Regions from separate parts of the Mus musculus genome. Here regions 2 and 3 are each linked to region 1. Evidence: chromatin contacts called from public promoter capture Hi-C data. All regions are on one chromosome and are shown on one strand. The core of a region is the stretch at or near the end of the contact, and the rest is flanking DNA. Distances in the headings are between cores, read along the strand shown.

Region 1 (3,594 bases), core at 14-2,513:
CCCACCTCCAGCCCTAGAATTATAGGTATGAACCACCAAGCATGACTTCAGTTTATTTTCTATTATTTATTTTTCGGTTTTTTTGTTTGTTTGTTTTTAGATAGATTTTTCTATGTAGCTCTGGCTGTCCTGGAAGTCACTAGGAAGAGCAAGCTAGTGTTCTGAGTGCAGGGATTAAAGGCGTGTGCTACCACACCCGGCCCCAGTTTTATCTTAAAAAACAACAAAAAAACAACAACAATTACAACAGGACTAAGAGCTAGTTATGGTGGTTCTCGTCTGTAATCATATCAGAAGGCAAAGACAGAAGGATTGCTGTGCGTTCGAAGCTAGAAAGTCTGGTTTACTTAGTAAATTTCTGTCTAGCCAGGGTACGTCGTCAAGACCGTCTCAAAAGGAAAACAAGCAAGAAAACAAACCCCCCAAAGATTAGAACTACTTCATGGGGTGGTTAGGAAAACTACAAGGAGTACGAGGGCAAGCCGGACGTGGAGTTCTGAAGTTTGTATACCAAACTTGTGTATTTGACAATGTTCGACTTGGGGGAGGGGAGGTCCGTAACTGGCAGACTCAGGGGGTCACACAAGCCCTAACCGTTAAGAATCTGAGAGGCGAGTGAAGGCCGGCAAGGGCTGAGGAGGAGCTCAGGGCGAGTAGGAGTTCAACTTTCCGCAGAGTAGGGTGGGTAGGGTGTCGTATCGCCCATCCCGGGATACGACAAATAACTACCCGGGGAGACCGGCGCGAGGAGGCCGGGAGCCCGAAGAGCAAGCAGCACGCCGTTCTGCCCACAGGCTGTGCGGGCGAGCCGCGGCCGCGCAACAAGGCGGCGGAGAGGGACCGGCGGCGGCCCGGCCCCGACCCCCTGAGAATGCCCACTCTGGCATCCTGCCCTTCCCGGTGGCTGCCCAGGGTCCCGGGGGCCGCGGGCCTCCCGTGGGCTCCCGTGGGGGCGCCACGTCACGGAGGGTGTGCCCCCAGGCTGAGCGGCGGGCGGGGGAGGAGCCACGGCCACTCCAGCCACGCCGCGTTCGGCCCCGGCCCTCCCCACACGGCGCACCGCGGCCCGCCGCTCCGCGCCGCGCCGCCCCTCACCTGCCTTCTCGGCTGCCCTGGCTCTGACGCTCCGCACGAGCCACCGGACCAGGCGCCCACAAGGCCACGGGTCCCGCACGATGAATAGACCGCCTGTCTCTTTAAATACGGGTACTCCAGCCGGAGGCAGGGCGCAGGCGCAGTAACCGACTTGCGCCCTCGGACCCCGCCCCCTCCGGTCGCCACGTGGGTCGCTGTTCTATTCCTACCCGGAAATCTTGAACTGAGTGTTGGGTTGGAGTGGCGGCTTGGGGCGCAGCGTCCCTGAACTTCCTAGAGTTTCTCAGATTGTTAGATATTGAAGGTAGTGTTGAAAAATCATTGCAGTGATCCTAGGGATGGGAAGCTCGAGTCGTTCCACCTGTGTCTTCCGCACCGCAGGAGTTTTGCTGAATTAAAAGGCACTACTTTAATTAAAAAGGTAATTAGAAAATGTGAAGAACAGGGACTGTGGCCCCGTTTATGTCATTTAGCGAACTAGTGCTTCTAAACCTCAAATAGGCTCTGTGAGTTCAAGATGGCTAATTTTTCAAAAAATAAAAGTATTCAGGCCTTGTTCAGTCTGGGAAGGGCAAACAGTTGGGCTTTGTTAGGTAAATAAAGTGCAGATCGTGGAACTAAGTTCTATTTCTGAGGAAGAGTTTAGCTTTTTTTCCATAGGGAAAGAACGCTGTGAGGGGTCACTATAGTTGAAGCTGGTCAGGGGAGAGACTAAGACAAGCCGACTCACTAAAAGGCTGTTGTCCATATCAAAGTGGCCTTGAGATGGAGAGGAAGGTGTATGCTTGAATCTGTGTGAGGTGCTCAGTTATTTGTTCATAGAAATGAAGGGCTGATAGACGAGGTCTTTAACAGAACTGGAGAATGAGCCGAGGGAGGCTCTCTGGAGTTCAAGGTTGAGTGTCTGCTGTACTGAGGCCAGCTAGATCCTGGTGTTTGAAATGAGGTGAAGGCTCTTTGTTTTCTCTTAACTTGCAGCAGGATAAACCTGGGTTTGGAGTTCGGAAGGCCTTAGGCTCAAGGGCTCCAGTTGAGGAAGCGTGAACATTTTGACTGGAGTTGATCTTAACCCAATGGACTTTCCCTGTGCTGACCAACCCTTTCATCACAAGCAATATATTCGGTTGCTGAGCCCTGGAAATGTAAGCAGTCTGAAGTGAGAGATGCTGTAAATGAACACTGTACACTGACAAGTACCCAACACTTCCCCAAAGAGAGTAAAATACCTCATTAATAGTAATAGTGCATATATTCCAGTTATTTGCTGGCCAATTTTTTATGTGTTCGGTTAAAGAATATTTACTGTCACTCACCTGTTTGGTTTTACTGTCTTTGAACTAGGGCATCAGAAACGATGGGGCTGCGTGCTTAACTCCCATTGTTATGGCTCCAGCTCAGCACTCCACAGACAGAAAGCCTGTGGTGAGGAGCAGTGGGTATCTGCAAAGGCTTTCTCTTCTTAGACCGGGTTTCTCTGTGTAGCCCTGGCTGTCCCGGAACTCAAACTTTGTAGACCAGGCTGGCCTCAAACTCAGAAATCCACCTACCTGTGCCTCCCATGTGCTGGGATGAAAGGCATCTGACGCTGCCATGTTGCCTGCATCTACTTCTAAATGAATGAAATTCGAGAGCTAATGAAATGAATGGTTAATAAAAGAGTGTTGAACCCCTTAAAAGGAAGTTCATTATGTCTTTGTTAATGACGGAAGTGTACAAAAAGACTCAGGCCCTAAGTATTTGCTTTGCTTGATGAGAACTACATGGTATTCATAATCATCTCTGACTTAGGTGCCCCTGCTGTGAAACAGCGCTAGGTACCAAAGCTGCCAATTGCATATCTTTCCTTTCCTTTCCTTTCCTTTCCTTTCCTTTCCTTTTCTTTCTTTTTCTTTTTTTGACGGTAAGAGCACTGAACTTTCATTTAGCGTGAATCTAGATGCAGTGATATTTCTTTTCTTTTTTTCTTTTTATTTTAGGGAAGGACAATCTCACTGTGTAGCTGTAGGCTTATCTCCAATGCAGCAGCCCCCCCCCCCCCCAGTCTATAACAGTGGGAATTGAGCTGTATACCCCCATGCCAAGCTTGTATTTCTTAATAAAAGTGAGAACTGATCCATCAAGGAGAGGTCAAGTTTGGTGAAGAAAATAGGGCTTTGGAACAGCACAGTCAGACTGAATTTTGTTCTAGCCTGAGCTGTGTAAACCTTCATCTAGTTTCATGTCTGGGCTTCAGTTTCCCTAGTAAAATGGGGAAGTTTTGCACTTTATATTTAGCTCTGTGATCCACTGAATTGCTTTTTGTAAAGAATGTAAGGTCGGTTATCCATGTCCTACCTGCCCCTTTCTCTCTTTGCACGTGGATTCTGGGTTATTCAAGACCAATTCTTTTGTTTTGTTTTTGTTTTGTTTTTTTGAGACAGGGTTTCTCTGTGTAGCCTTGGCTGTCCTGGAACTCACTTTGTAGACCAGGCTGGCCTCGAACTCAGAAATCTGCCTGCC
Region 2 (3,947 bases), core at 847-3,346, 530 kb after region 1:
CAGGCTCTCGACTGCCATTGTGGACTTTGAGGCTCACAGAGGAAGATGTCTAGCCCAAAGTCACGCAGAAAATGTCTTGGCAGGTCCTTTCAGCTCTTGTCGTAGATAGCAGAAGCCTGCTTCTCCTTGTTACACTCTCTTCTACTGACAGAGAATAGATCACCTGAGAGGTGATGCTACTGGCCAGAACACCAAGGGCACAGGAGAGGGTGGGAACAAGGCAGGGTGTGAGTGCTGGATGGTCTGTCAGGACACCCGGCCTCTGGCCCATGCTCTCCTCAGGCTCACATCTATGCTACCTGGAGCTGACCGATCCTTTCCTCTCCCAGATCCTTAGTTTCTCCCCATACTAAGATGGTGATGCACTAGCTACAGCCCTGCTATGCCCTCCACACTGGTTTGAGATCAGCTCTGATGATGGGTCTAAAAGTGCTTTGTAAGCGAGACGACCAAGCTAGGGCCCATTAGGACTGTTAATATTAGTATGCATACTTGGCTACTGGCCACAGAGCAGATGAACAAGGGGTATGGAGAGCAAGGACCGGCTCAAGCTTTTACAGTTTGCAGAAAAAGTCAGGGATGGCAACTCTCCGCGGAATCATTTCCAAGGTACTGCAGGAGGATCCCCTAGGGGCTTCAGCAAAGGAGCAGTATACAGGCAGGCAAGTAGAGGTCAGGATCTCTCTTCTCCCAGCAGGGACAGTAGCAAAACATATTGGCTTTCACAGACAAGGTGGCCTCCTCTATGGGCACAGATAGGAATGAGGGCCTGGGCAGGGCTGATTGCTATAGGACCCATCACAGGCCAAGGCTCACTTTTTCTGCTCTGCACAGCCACTCCACCTGTTGGAAATTAACCCAAGGACTAGCCAGGTAGAAGGGATAAGGCCTGAGGCCAGTTCCCCACCCCTACCCCAGCATTCACCAAGTCTTTCTCCCATATATTACCAGTTTCAAAATAACTGTGTACAGACTTGGTTCGTGTCCTAGGCTAGTCATTCATGCATTCATTCATTCAGACGTCCAGGAGAGCTTCTGAAATTGCTAAGATGTGCTGGGCACTGTGCCAAGCAGCAGCCCCGAGATGAATGAGACCCTGTCCTTGTTGTAAAAAGGCTCAGAGGCTGCTGTGGAGACAGAAGACAGACCTGCAAACAGGCACTGTGTGGCTTGGGGACATTCCAGGGCCTGGATGTGGGGTAGGAGTGGACCTTCAGAGAGAAATCCCTGAAGGAAGCCGAGCTTGAGCTCAGCTGGAGGAAATCTATCTGTCGGCATCCTCAGTACTGAGTTGGTGGGATCATTCTGGCTCTTGTCTGACAGAGAAGGAAGCACTGGGAGAAGGAGAGCCTGAGGTTTGATGGAGCTCTTATCCCAGCGGATCCTACGTGCCCAGGAACCTTCCATACCCTACCTTGAAGGTTAGGAGTTAGGATCTCAAGATGGGATTTGATTCACAAGTCAGCCTCAAATGGGCTGTACTCCCAAGCCCCCTTCCTGAAGAAGAGGACAAGGTTTCCAGGAGACTGTAAGATGATGGTGGTGAATGATGCTCTGGAAGGGGAAGAGCACACTCTCATGACTCAGAGTTTTTAAATTGGTTTTTAAGAGGGGTTTCATGCACCCATTGGGACTGGAGCCTGGGAGCAGAGCTTAGGCTTGTTCAATCACTGGGAGGCTCAGGGATGTTGATGTATGGAACGATTGCACCTTGGACTTTGTACAGGAAGGCCTGCGCACTAGAGGCCCCACTGTGCACATGCAGGCTGAAGTGTACCTCTCACCCTGTGCCCGGCATCTCAGCATCACCGCATCATTTATGCTTCACACCCGAATCCCCTGAGCATCCTGAAGAACCCCCACATCATACCTACTCTGTTCCTGGGCGAGACACTATTGGTGCCTATGTCATAGCTAATATACAAACCTGGATGCTGACTTAGACAAACGCCCATCCAGGCAGATACCTTTGGCTAAGTAGACTTAGATGAGTGCTGGCATAAAGAGTCTGGAAGCTGCACCTGTTAGATGCAAGCTAGGGGCTGATCAGGCCACACCTACCGGCAACAGCCTCCTTCTCACAGCTGCTGTGAAGAAAATGACAAGCCCTTGATGAGAGCCTCTCAGTGAATATGTGACCCTTCAACATACTCCCCAGGTGCACAGATCCCAGGAGAATGGCAAGTAATAGTCTCATTTCTCTAAGGACATCAGAATCTGGGCCATGAAAGGGTTACTGTAAAAAGGGCACCATTCAGCTAGATGTGTGCACTTCCCCACTTCCCCCACCTCTTTGGAGTTTTATGTTCCTTCCCTCAGATTACAGGCAGGGCACATGCTGTGAACTATTCACAGAGCATGAAACTTCCTTCTTCCTCTGGGACCCTTAAGAAGAGACCTACCTAGTTAACTCTGGCTCAGGGGCCAGAGGTCTCTCCTCCAAAGCCCCTGCCATTCTGTTGTCCATCTGTCCACCTGTGGTGTCAGTAACTCTTCTGATAGACCTCCTATCTCAAAGGACAATCCATTCACCCCGTGTCCCCCTCGAACCACAAACCCAGGAACTGTCATCAGCATGTGAGGGAGAGGGAGAGGACATTCTAGGGGCCTCTAGTAGAAAGCATGTTAGCTGCACAGGGAAGGGTGATGGGTCTTGTTTAAGCCTAAACAAAGAGGCAAGGTGGGTTTGGGGAGCCTTGAGAACATCAGTGGCTGAGATCTGAGGTGGGACTAGAAATGCTAAGTCATTGTTACTGGAGCACCAGCTTTAGGTCAGGAGCCAGATGGTCACAGATGGTCCTTCTCCAGTGTCTGGGGCTCCAAGAGTATAGCTAGTGTTGACTTGCCAAGTGTGACCACTGGCTATATCTAACTAAGCTTGCTGTAGAGGAGGCAGATGATGAATCTACAGCCTAGATGTGGGGCCTGGAGAGGCTGGTGGGAGTGAGTTAGGAGAAAGGGTAAGGAGGAAGTGTGGGGGACAGAGGGGAGAGAGGGGGAGGGGGAGAGGGAGAGAGAGAGGGGGCCAGAACAGCAAGCACACATACACATGGGTGAGATCCTAGGGAACATTCTGTAAGAGCGGCTCTAGCAGGTTTGATATTACACTGCTGGACCACCCCGTCCCTCCTTTGTCTTCAGAGGGAGGAGGGTGTCTGGGCAATGCTCACAGAACACCTACTGTGTGCTGCACAGGAAACAAAGGGAAGGGGCTATTCATCTGACACTGTAGTGTGCCTGGGGCACAGCTGTCAGGCAGTTGCTAGGGTGGACCCCATTACACGGAGAGACAATGGGGTGTATGTAAGTGGTGATTTGCTCAAATTCCAGGAGGATTCCGCAAGAGTCCCTGCAGCCTATACTTGGTCACTGTGGCGTTGGGGGTTTGGGTGGGAAGCCTAAGCTTTCTGACATGTGTCCTCCGCACAGCCCAGGCACTGCAAGAGATGATAAACACTGGAGTCCTGCTTTTTCCCACTCTCAGACCTGGATGTCCACACATGTTCTTCACACACACTGAGGGGCTCCAGCCCCCCCCTTTTTTTAACTGTCCCTATCTTAGGTATCAAGGGACTTTATAACAGAAGAACACAGGCCCAGGTTATGTTTGTGTGACTGGGAGAAGAGACCTGAGGCTGGGAACACAAGAGGATCTCATGCCGGTCCACTGGAGCTATGAGACTTCCCTAGGAGGTGGCTCCCAGCTTCGTAACCATGTGCACAGGGAGCCTGAAGTCTGGAGGGACAGCACAAGATGGTGGGAAAGACCCGTCTTTGGGTGCCTTTGGGCTCCAACCTCCCAACGCACTTAGGAGGAAATCGGGAAGCTCTTTTGCAGTTGGCCCGGTCTGTTCCCACCTCCATTCAGTGTCATTCCTGTCTGCTTGCTCCAGATGTTCCACGCATCAGACCTTTGCCCTCCACGGGACCTTTACACATACTGTTCT
Region 3 (3,646 bases), core at 555-3,054, 780 kb after region 1:
TGCCTTGCCTGTTGTGAGCAGTGGACAAGCAGTGTCCTGACACTTCTGCTTATCACTGTGCAGGAGATTTTTATCAAAGCCAAGGAGAATACACACCAGATCCCTAGACTGAAAAGAATTGCAGTATATTTGTAGGCAACACAATCTTATATAAAGAAATGTGACGGCTCACACATGTAATCCCAAACCTTGAGAGGTTAAAGCAGGAGGACTGCCATGAACTTGAGGCCAGCCTGGGATACCCTGTGAAACATTATTTAAACAACAATGAAAATCCTAAGGAGTCTCCATAAAACTTCCAGCAAGGCTCATGGCTGAACTCAGCAAGGCTGTGGGGTTTGTAAGCTCGGTGAGTTATATTTCTATACACTGGCAACTTAAAGTGAGATAAGAAAATACTTTTGTTTGTGACAGCACCCCAAAATACTTTGGGGCAAACTGATTCAACATAGCAAAGGTTCGAAAACACCAAAAGGAGCTAAAAGAGGAAAATGCCCTTACAGTAAAGTGCAAGATGCTGTTGAAACTCCAGAAAGGGTGAGTCTGGAGGGGCCTGAAGCTGGAGGGGATTTCTAAGCCCTAGGAAAGAGAGAGTGATGTGCAAGGCTGTGGAATTTCTGTTACTCTAGATCGATAGTGGTGGTGGCTGCCTAACTCTGTGTTATGTGATGTGTGTGCTAATGTTACCACCTTGCTCAGAATCAAAGAAGAAAGGCGGCTGATTAAACTGTGACTGCTACTCCGCACACCTATGACACACACAAGGTCTGGTGGCTTTCTTTCCTTCTGTTCCTTAAAGGGTCATTCTGGCCTCCTTGTCTCTAAGAGACTCTGCTGGGAACATCATCTTGGTAGACTGAGAAGTGAAGTGGAGCAAGCCCCAGGCTCATTGTGTGGAGTAAGGTCTAGGATGCTGGACCTGGAAGTTATGTATTCACCTGGGGATTTTGTCCATCTGTCAGCTAGCGAATGTGAGGACACGGACGAAGGGAGAAGGTGAGATGACAGCCAGTTTCCCCAGTAAGCCTCCCTGGATAGATGTTCTTATCTCTCTATTGATTTCCTTCATCCTGCACCCAGAGATGGTCTATGATGTGACCAGACCAGAGGCAGACCCACAAGCCTGCTTGAGCCAAGCATCCTTAGCTGATGTCCCTGGGTGTCAGTCCCCTTCTGCCTTCCTGTTTTTCTAGCTTCCCTCCCCCATCCATGTCCCAAAGTCTGTGGCCAGGTTTTGGAGGATTCTGGGAGTGTCATTGAGGTCTGTATGGTGGGAAACACGTGTGAAGTTCTCGGAAGGAAAAAGAACATGAGCTGCATTCAGACCTGCCTGCAGTCTACGTCTCTTGGGCTGCAGGGGCAGCTGGGATTGATTGCAGGGGCTCCCGTGGCCCAGCAATTTCAGATCTTAAGACATCAAGAGGAAGGGAGGGGCTAGAAAAGAAAAGCTCCCTTCTGGACTTAATAAAATAGAAGGGTGATTTCTGTACCCAGACATTCCACTCACCGTGGAAGTATTTTCAGTTTCCATTACTAGGAACAGTCCAAGGAGGGGGAAATGAGAGGGAAGAGTGGTGCAGGAGAGGTATAACTCTAAGGAGGACTCTTGGACAAGATGGAGGGCTGAGGCAGGAGAGGACTCTAGAGGAAACTAGTATTCACTATCAAGTTGGCTCTCTCCTTGCATGGGGACTTTTCAATGCAAGTGAGGTGGCTAAGCCTCAGGCTGGCTATGTGCATTCTAGAGTCCTGGGGTGTAGAAGTAACCATAGGTGCAAGAGGAAGCTCACAGCAGCATTTCAGGAGGGAGAAGTGGAAAAGAGACCAGGAGCATAGACCTCCCTGGGAATCCTTGGGCATCCCAGAGAGCCAGGTGGACTATCCTGTGGCTGTGTGGTTACTGGGGCAAGAGCTATGGGAGATAGTAATAGAGAGAAGAAAGCCCAGTGGCTAGTGGGTGCTAACTTCCAGGCAGTAGTGGATACTGGGTCATTCTTAAAGGCACTCAGAAGCTACCTGGGGGATAATTTTAATAAATGAGATGAGTGGTGAGGGTTTGTGCCAAGCACTCAAAGCCAAAAGCTGGCTAAGTGTGGGGAGGTTGGTTAAGGATGGGGATTAGAGGAAGATCTTATTATCATTAAGGCACTGAGTTCAGAATTATGGTGCTGGGTATCAGAGATTGTTGAAGGCTCAATATCAGGCCCTAGACTATAGGTCCAAAAAAAAAAAAAAAAAAAAAAAAAAAGGCTAGACTTATAATCAGAATTGGGAAGTTGGAGGCCAGGTTCAATACCAAGACAGGAGCTACAAAGTGTTTAAGTGGTCAGAGGAAAAATTCAGTGGTGTGGAGAGCAGAGGTGGGCCTAGGGTTGACCTGGAATGACCTTGAGTTGGAGGCTGGGAGCTCACACCCATCCCTGAAAGAAGCTGCCCTCTCTGCCCACTGCCTGCAGAGCCGCTCCTCACAGTTACTGTGCCTGTCAGGCCCAGATATCAGCATGGGGGAGGAATGGAACATCTGTAGGGACATGCAAGGCTGGCACGAAGCCGCAGAGACCCAGCCTGAGAGCTATGGCTCTCAATGCCCGAGATAGGAAGTTAGCCAGACTGGAGCACAAGCCAACAGCAGAAAGGGCACAGCTGGTCTCCACTGGGTGCTAATTCACCTTGTCTTCCTTTCTCCAGTCACATTCTCACCTGTGAAGGAGGAGGGAGAGGGGAAGGAGCCCTCCCCTCACATACTCATTCCCAGAAGCTGGAGTCCTCCTGCAAGGTGCCCCCACATGCCTATCAGCTCCAGCTGAGTGACTGCCATGTCTCAGTAGAAACAGAACAAGCGACCTGACATGGGAACTGGTGGTTCAGATGCCAAGACTCCAAGGGAGTACAGGAGACTAAGTCCTCCCTCTGCAGTGGAAATGGAGAGAAATGAGTGTTAGAGCAGCCACTGAGACTGGGGACCACTTGTTACTGCAGCAGAAGCTAGCCTGTCCTGACGTGTATACCATGCCAGTGTCTCCCCTCATCACACTGTGACTGAGGAGTCTCACTGGCCCATGGTCCCTTTTCCCTTCTATGTGATCCCAGCACACGGACCAGTGCCTCAGCTCCTGAGCTTTTTGGAGACGGTTTCTGTGTGTTCATCACAGCCATGCTGAGCTAGCTAGGTTGGCTTCCCAGCAAACCCAGGGATCCGCCTGTCTCTGCTTCCTCAGGACTGGGATTAAATGGCTGCAGGGTTTTATGTGGACTCTTAGAATCAAGTTCTGATCTCCATACTTGTCTGGCAAGCAACTTACTGACTGAGTCATCTCCCCAGACCGCGCAACAACTTTCAATTATAAGCTCTCCTGTCTTAGAGTCCACAGATAGTCTTGTCTTCTGGAAACCTGAAAGCTTGAGAATACAGAAAACTACCCTCTCTCTGTTCTCTCTCTCTCTCTCTCTCTCTCTCTCTCTCTCTCTCTCTCTCTCTTTCTGTGTGTGTGTGTGTGTGTGTTTTCTCTATGCATGTGTTTAATGGGTGTGTGTGTGTGTGTACATGCTTGACAATTTTCCCTCAATTCTCATGACATACAGTGCTGCTTTGCCCCTGGTTCCAATTCCATGTCTCTCCCATGGGACTCCATTGTTCTCCCTTCCC

What was found. Promoter capture Hi-C pulls out the DNA fragments that hold promoters and counts their contacts.
Region 2: a promoter capture Hi-C map of pre-B cells shows a contact between it and region 1, with 4 times the contacts expected there. The contact joins the enhancer-like site here to the promoter of Lig3 in region 1. A contact is called at or near these places in 9 of 39 promoter capture datasets (the 3T3-L1 cell line, the C10 cell line, cranial neural crest and 6 more) and 12 of 115 datasets of contacts at active chromatin or transcription factors (craniofacial prominence, embryonic basal ganglia, embryonic forebrain and 9 more).
Region 3: a contact with region 1 is called in a promoter capture Hi-C map of the 3T3-L1 cell line, with 5 times the contacts expected there. The contact joins the enhancer-like site here to the promoter of Lig3 in region 1. A contact is called at or near these places in 5 of 39 promoter capture datasets (the 3T3-L1 cell line, cranial neural crest, embryonic stem cells and 2 more) and 1 of 115 datasets of contacts at active chromatin or transcription factors (embryonic fibroblasts).

The regions. Positions count from the first base shown.
Region 1 is chr11:82,778,778-82,782,371 of GRCm38.p6, reverse strand. Lig3 (ligase III, DNA, ATP-dependent) reads right to left here and starts at 1,263. Exons shown (of 20, transcript NM_010716.3): 1 at 1,096-1,263. It overlaps Gm11423 (predicted gene 11423), which reads left to right and starts at 1,330. Exons shown (of 3, transcript NR_126067.1): 1 at 1,330-1,516; 2 at 2,074-2,237; 3 at 2,437-2,771.
Region 2 is chr11:82,250,735-82,254,681 of GRCm38.p6, reverse strand. No RefSeq gene overlaps it. Among named protein-coding and RNA genes, the nearest start is that of Ccl1, 73 kb to the right of the region's middle. Within about 2 kb of position 2,096, at least 11 of the 459 cell types and tissues checked have an H3K27ac peak or open chromatin away from gene starts, as enhancers often do. A contact at or near this core is called in oligodendrocyte precursor cells and pre-B cells, where this site is marked.
Region 3 is chr11:81,998,534-82,002,179 of GRCm38.p6, reverse strand. No RefSeq gene overlaps it. Among named protein-coding and RNA genes, the nearest start is that of Gm31522, 13 kb to the right of the region's middle. Within about 2 kb of position 1,804, at least 4 of the 459 cell types and tissues checked have an H3K27ac peak or open chromatin away from gene starts, as enhancers often do.